2 separate regions of the Sus scrofa genome follow, and region 1 is linked to region 2. Evidence: chromatin contacts called from public Hi-C data. All regions are on one chromosome and are shown on one strand. Each heading gives the region's core, a stretch centred on a gene start, on an enhancer-like site or on the middle of the called end of the contact. The rest is flanking DNA. Distances are from core to core; before and after follow the strand shown.

Region 1 (3,537 bases), core at 103-2,602, 460 kb before region 2:
CTCCAATTACACCCCTAGCCTGGGAACCTCTGTATGCTGTGGATGTGGCCCGAGAAAAAGACAAAAATAAATAAATAAATAACCAAACAAATGAATAGTTTAAAGAAAATAAGAAAGAAAACATGAGAACAGGAGGGTAATGTTTTAAACTCTGGGGAATGTTCTAGGCGTTCTCGCCAGGAGGGGGAGGCTGCTGGGGAGTGACGGGAATCCAGGCGGTGACAGGTTGTGAGTCCTTGCAGCACAGGGTGGGCTCCTTGGCTGCCGCTGGATGTTCTGGAACATCCGATGCCCTTTCCCCTGAGCCCTGACCTCGCTTCCCTGCTTGGGTGCCGCAGCCGCTGGCCGCCCGCAGGAAGAGCAGGTGGCCTTCTGTACCTGACCATGTGAGCTGGGGGGACCGTGACCTTCGCTCTGAGCTACAGCCTCTTCTGCATAATGCTGTGTTCCTGGCACCTGGGGCCTCGAACTCCCTTATCTTTTTTTTTTTTTTTAACTGAAGTAGATGTGATTTATAAATATTATGTTAGTTTCAGGTGTACAGTGAGGGGATTCACTTAAGCATATATATTCGCTCCCGATTCTTCATTATGGAGTATTACATGAATTTGAATATAGTATAGTTCCCTGGGCCCTATAGTAAATCCTTGTTGTTATCTATTTGATATAGAGTGGTGCGCACCTGTTAATCCCAGACTCCTAATGTATTCCTTCCTGATTCACTTTCCCCTTTGGTAACCACAAGTTAGTTTTCTGTTGTCTGTGAGTCTCTTTCTGTTTTGTAATTAATCGCCCTTCCTTGTCCGCTCACAGTTAAGTTGACTTTCTGTTACTGAATCTATCCTTGGACTTGGTCTGAATATGCTGATTCCTGCTGTTAGCTGAGGGGTGGCCTTTTAGAAGCCCAGGCCCGCGGTCATGACAGCTGGCATTTATCAGGCACCCCCTGGGTGCCAGGCACTGCGCCCAAGCTCTTTCTACCACAGCCCAATGATGGGAGTGCATGTATCCGTCTCCATTTATAGCTGGAGCTGTGGGCGCCCAGCAGTATCGTGTGAGGGGCCTGGGGTCACACGCGCAGCAGGTGCTGGCGCCAGGAGCTGCTCTCAGACCCACTCTGTCCCGTTCTGTGCTGGGCAGTGTGTCCAGCCAGGGACGCCGTTATAACCCCGAGCTACCAAAGGCATCACCGCCTGTCTCAGACAAGCAGCTGGGCCCTGTGGCCTGACCAGCTAGTTTTGTCTAGTTGGTTGGCAGTACAGTGGGGCTGGCTGACCCTGGCACTCTCCACATTCTTAAGCACTGATGCCTGCGTCACACGATCTGGCCCTCTGTCCAGTGTGACCGCACTGCCACCTCCAGTCACTTCCAAATATGCACATCTTTCCGGCCCATCCAGATTGCAGGATGCTCGTGGACAGGGTCCACGCCAGGTTTTCTTGTTTTCCTCCAGTGGCCTCCCCCGAGCGCCTGGCCTATTAGCGGGTGCTTACAAGTGGTTTCATGCCCCTTAGCCTGACTGGGGGACAGCCTTTTAAGTGGCTGCCTTCCACGGCCGGATACAAATTGCCATCGACTGGTATTATGAGCCCTTCTCCCTTTGCAGAACAAACATGGTTTTACTTCAGCAACTGAAAGTGGAAGAAAACCATACCTGCAGATGCTAGGGCCTGATTTTAGCGGCTTAGCCATCTCATGCATTTTCTGTTGCCTTCTTTGTCGTGGGCATCTTTGTGCTGGGTAGTTCCTGCTGTTCAAAAGGCAAAACCAAATTGAACTCTGAGATGGAACCTGGTTCCCTCGGCAGTCTTGGGGGCTGATCTGCTAGGCCGTCTCTTGGGTTTAGCTGTGGGTTGGTCTGTACACGTGCTTATTTGAAACAGGGGCACAGGTGCTTGCTGCGCCAGGTGGTGGGAGCTGGGTGGCCTTGGTGGGAGGGGCGATGCATGCTTCAGAGCCGTGCTCCCCCACGCCCACCCCCCGTTTTGGCCAAAGAATGCTCAGCCATCCTTTTCAGCCTTGGAGGAGGAAAGAGCTCAATTTCAGCCACGTGCGAGCTCCCCACCCTCCTGGCGTGGAATGCCCCTGTGGGCACCATCCATTAGAAAAGATTTTATTAGTTTTTCTTGGCCCAGATTTCTTCTTTTGATTATCCCTGGCCAAGGAATGCAGGCTTATCACATGTCATTGTCCCTGCTGGCCCCAGCTGTGCTCCTGTACCTTGGTGGCAGGAGAGACTGGAGATCAGTGGCAACAGAAGCATTCCTAGCAAGTGGGGACCTTGTGCTCATGGTGCCTGTCCCCAGGCAGATTTTTAAGACTGCCGGTTCACCTCTGCTGCTTCCTTCTGCTGCCTGCGAGAGTGTGAAAGGCCCAGGGCATCATGGGCAAATGCTCCACAAAATTGTGTGGCCAGCAGCTTTACCAAAGCGAGGGAGAAGGGAGAAGGGGGGAAGGAGAGAGAGGAGAGGAGAGAGAGCGGCAAAGGCGCCAGGAGCATGCATAGACTCAGGGGCAGACATTTCCAGGGGACATGATGGCCAGTGACAGAGTGACAGAGCAAGAGGGTGGACCATTGGCCTGGGTCCACTCGGTACTCTGATACAACTTCTTGCCCAGTTCAGATGTTGCTGGGCGTCTTGTGTGTACAGTGGGTGATCACAGAGAGCGCTTGGAAGGCTGTGAACGGGTGCTGAGCAAACCCGAGGGTGCTTGTTGTCATAGCATCCCTGTCCCATCCCTCAGCCACCAACGCTCTCTCTCTAAAGCCTACAGGATCTCAAGGGCTTGTCGGATGAGGATTTAGTGATAACCTTGCTCAGAGGAGCCCCACTCTTGCAACTTCCATGCTTCGAAGAAAGAAAGCGGAGGTGCTCAGAGGAGGCAGCGCCCTGGGCGGAGTGAGGGGAGGCAAGACGAGGGAGGCCGAACGCAGACATAGTCTCGCTGATTCTGTAGTCAAAGGCTGAGTCTCTCATCCGAGGGTTGGCACCACTGGGATGAGACTAACAAGATGTGGGGAGGGGGCAGATGTGGACAATATTTTATAACCAGTATCACCCATCAGATGTGACACCGGCTCTGCCTCCACACGGGTTCATACCAGCTCAACAGCAGCTCTGCTACGATAGCCTCAGCCTGGTGGTGTATTAGTCTGCCGGGGCTGCTGTTACAAAGCACTGTGGACTGGGTGGCTTCAGCAATGACATTTATTTCCTCAGGGTTCTGGAGGCTGGAAGGCTGAGCTCAAGGTGGGGGCAGGGTCAGTTTCCGCTGAGGTTTCCGTCCTGGGCTGGGGGGTGGCCGTCCTCTCTTGTCCTCATGTGCTCTTCCTTCTCCACACGTCTGCGTCCTTGTAAGGACACCTGTCATACTGGGTCAGAGCCCACTCTTGTGACTTCTTTTACCTTAAATGACCTCTTGAACAACCCGGACTCCACAGTCACGTGTTGAGGTACCAGGGTGGGGTGGGGGGTGGTTCTACATAAGAATTTCAGGGGGAGTTCCCATTGTGGCTCAGTGGGTTACGAACCCGAC
Region 2 (3,692 bases), core at 1,061-3,560:
TCCTGGAGAAATGCACTAGGTGAGGTGACCCCTTACCTCTCCTTTCTTTTCAGTTGGCCCTCCTGGGCCGTCGTTTTCTTCCTTCCTTCCTTCCTTCCTTCCTTCTTTCTTTCCTTCTTTCCTTTCTTTCCTTCCTTCCTTCCTTCCTTCCTTCCTTTCTTCCTTCCTTCCTTTCTTTCCTTTATTGCTTTCTAGAACCATACCCTCGGCACATGGAGGTTCCCAGGCTAGGGGCCGAATGGGAGCTACAGTGGCCAGCCTACACCACAGCCACAGCCATGCCAGATCCAAGCCACATCTGCGACCTACACCACAGTTCACGGCAACACCGGATCCCTGACCCACTGAGCGAGGCCAGGGATCGATCCTCGTGGATCCTAGCTGGATTCACTTCCACTGCGCCACAATAGGAACTCCCATGGTTTTTTACGTGGTGTTGTTCACAGTTGTCATGTGAAAGGAAGACCCTTTACAGGAGAGATTTAGGCCATAACAAATGGTCATGAAGGGTACCGCAGGCAATGGGCCAAGTGACAGACCTGTGCAGGAGGCTGGTTAACCATCACGATGTGTCAAAATTTGCTGCCACTCTGCGAACACTCCTTAAAGGGATATTTACTGCTGTCTGGTTTAGCCTTTCACCAGCTGAAGGTTTATCCAAATGTACTGGGCCCAAGGAGCTTCTGTAGGTGAACTGGTAGGGGTGAGGGAGCGGCCCTGGCCATGAACCTCACCAGCAGCAAATGATGGCTCATGTGGAATTGATGCCATAGGGACTTCGGTAAGCATAACATTCAAGTGAAAACTATATGCCTGCTATGCAAACGCCTCTTAAACACCAAACCCCAACCAGCCTCTCCTTGAAACGGTATCGAAAGTCCAAGGCTCATCTATACAGACATTTAGAAGCCACCACCATCTTGGGTTAAAGTCCTAAGAATCATTTCAGTCTGTGCCAATCTTTCTGTCCCAGCACCTGCAAGGACAGAACAGCAAGTGTCTCTGACCACATGACGCATATTAGGGACGAGCTGTCCAAACACTGGAATTCATTCATCTGCTCACGAGAGGCTGAGAAACTCAGATGATGGCGTAAGGGAGCATCACACTTAGAGGTTCATTAAACATGACTGTCAACATAAACATTTCCAACCTGTTTGCTTTTTACATGGCAAAGCCAGGACGAGCTTTACATGCAAACTACACACGCAGGACATGACACAGGGAGGCTGGGAGTGGGCATGTCTGTCCCTTCTTTGGCAGCACGTGGTCCCCAACCAACAAAACTCCATGAAAACTCATCTCTCCCTCCATTCAAAGTTTGGAGTGTATTCTGAATTCTAAACTGTGTTCTGATCAGCCATCTCCAAAGCAATTTTATCTCCATTGCCTACCTCACCATCCTCAAGAGAAACACTTCCCGCCTATTACTCTGTTATTTAAATTATTCTAAAGAAAAGTCACTCTAAAGCAAATATATTCAGACTTCCGTGAGTCAGAACACAAACCTCTTACAGCTGCCTTCTCTAGGAGATATTCATCTTTTAATCCTGCAAGAGGAAAGGCAGTTTTAAGAAGCCTTAACAATTCCACCCTACACCGTGAGTTGCTTAATTGCAGTAGGAATACATGTACCAAGAATCATTCCTTAATTAGGCTAAACCTAAAACAGCAGTTGTTAAATGTGTGATTTGAGCTGATGCAACGGGGTGTGCTTCTGCCGTGCTGCCACAGAGACGGCGATGCTTTTCAGGTTTTATTTTTAAAGTTTGGGTAATTATAACTTCAACCAACAGTGGAGGGGAAATGAATCATTTATTTGTCTCTCTTATTACGGCTTCCCTCCCCCCAAAGTGTTTCCTATTTTGTAGCATTCACCTATAGCTAGCTAGGTGTTCCTGGGACCTGAGGCTTGAAGCATCTGCGGTTTGATCACACACTGTATGGTAAATAGACCAAGACAGACGATTGCCACCCTAATCCATTATAAAATGGGGGGGGGGACCACACCCACTTAATTCAGCCCATTTGCTTGATATCAAATTTGAACAAGCAACAAGCAGCAGTTTGGTGTAGGAGGAAGAGTTCTGAAAACGATGAAGGGACCCCTGGATTTTGAGCTTCCTCCTGCCCTCTTGGGCACTCCCTGACTCTCTGGGCCTTGGTTTTCTTATATGGTTTCTTAGGTGACATGCAGCTCTGAGACGCTAAGGTCCTGATGATCAGGAGGGCACAGCAATATGGAACAGTGGAGTGGCCGTGCAACGCACAACTCCGCGGATAATCCAGTTTGCCTCTGATGAGTGCGTGCTATGAGTCAGCCTTCGGCTTGGCTGGGATGTTGTTGACTCATGAGGAGAGAGGTCTGGAGAGGACAAGTGAGTCGTTGACAAGTCACACTGTTAGTAAATGCGGGAGAGAGAGTACAAACAGGGCATTTCTGCTGCTAGGTTATCTAAGGTAGTCTCTCCTCGGATTATGGAGGAACCAAGCGACATGAAAGGGTTTGCAACTGTATTTTTCAGGGGCTACTCCTTACCCTCAGACTAGGATGGTTCTGGGATTTAGAAGTCTCAGGTCTGGATCAGTGTAATTCTGCCACACGATGCATCTTCCGTGCATCCTATTTTTATCTTTTTAAAAGAAAACTGTGTTAGGTAATGATGAAGAGTGTGGGTCTAATACAAAGATTTGTTTTGGTTTTGTTTCTTCTAGGGCCAAACCTTCGGCATATGGAGGTTCCCAGGCTAGGGGTCTCATCGGAGCTGTAGCTGCCAGCCTATGCCAGAGCCACAGCAACGTGGGATCCAAGCCACATCTGCGACCTACACAACAGCTCACGGCAACGCTGGATCCTTCACCCACTGAGCAAGGCCAGGGATCGAACCTGCAACCTCATGGTTCCTGGTTGGATTCGTTAACCACTGAGCCATGACGAGAACTCCAAGATTTGTACACGAATGTTCCTAGCAGTTGAGTTTGTAATGGCCCCAAACTGGCCATTAAAGCCCAATGTCCACTAACAGGTGAGTGGAGAGACAAACCAGGGTATGTGCAACACGACAGAACACCACTCAGCTGCTGAGGCCTGCAATGACCTGGATGAATCCCAGACTAATTATGCTGAGTGAAAGAAGCCAAACAAAAGAGAGTTCAGGCTGTATGAATCCATTTATATAAAATTGTAGAAAATGCAAGCTAATCTATACTGATAGAAAGCGGGTCACTGGTTGCTTGGAGATGCGGGTGTGGGAGAGGGATCAAAGGGGAGATTAAAAGGAGGCACAAGGGGAGTTCCCCTGTGGCTCAGAGGGTTATGAACTCAACAAGCATCCATGAGGACGTGGGTTTGATCCCTGGCCTCGTGGGCTAAGGATCCTGTGTTGCCGTGAACTGTGGTGTAGGTCGCAGATGTGGCTCAGATCTCCTGTGGCTGTGGCTGTGGCTGTGGCTGTGGCTGTGGTGTAGGCCAGCAGCTACAGCTCCAATATGACCCCTAGTCTGGGAACTTCCATGTGCCACAGGTGCAGCCATAGGGATAAAAAAAGGGAGGCCCAAGGAAACTTTTGGGAGTGAGACGTAGGTTCATTTGTCTTCATGGTGGTGATGGTTTCATGTGTAGACACTAAAAACTCTCAAATGGTACATTTCAAACATGTGCAGTTCATCATCTATCAAGGATACCTCAATAT

What was found. A called contact is a pair of places that touch in the nucleus more often than the background predicts.
Region 1: a Hi-C map of heart right ventricle shows a contact between it and region 2, with 2.4 times the contacts expected there. The contact joins two enhancer-like sites. A contact is called at or near these places in 1 of 47 Hi-C or Micro-C datasets (heart right ventricle) and 1 of 2 datasets of contacts at active chromatin or transcription factors (alveolar macrophages).

Annotation. Positions count from the first base shown.
Region 1 is chr7:9,781,401-9,784,937 of Sscrofa11.1, reverse strand. The region is part of intron 1 of GFOD1 (glucose-fructose oxidoreductase domain-containing protein 1); the gene reads left to right. Among named protein-coding and RNA genes, the nearest start is that of GFOD1, 71 kb to the left of the region's middle. Within about 2 kb of position 1,352, at least 25 of the 83 cell types and tissues checked have an H3K27ac peak or open chromatin away from gene starts, as enhancers often do.
Region 2 is chr7:9,327,104-9,330,795 of Sscrofa11.1, reverse strand. The region is part of intron 4 of PHACTR1 (phosphatase and actin regulator 1); the gene reads right to left. Among named protein-coding and RNA genes, the nearest start is that of PHACTR1, 220 kb to the right of the region's middle. Within about 2 kb of position 2,310, at least 5 of the 83 cell types and tissues checked have an H3K27ac peak or open chromatin away from gene starts, as enhancers often do.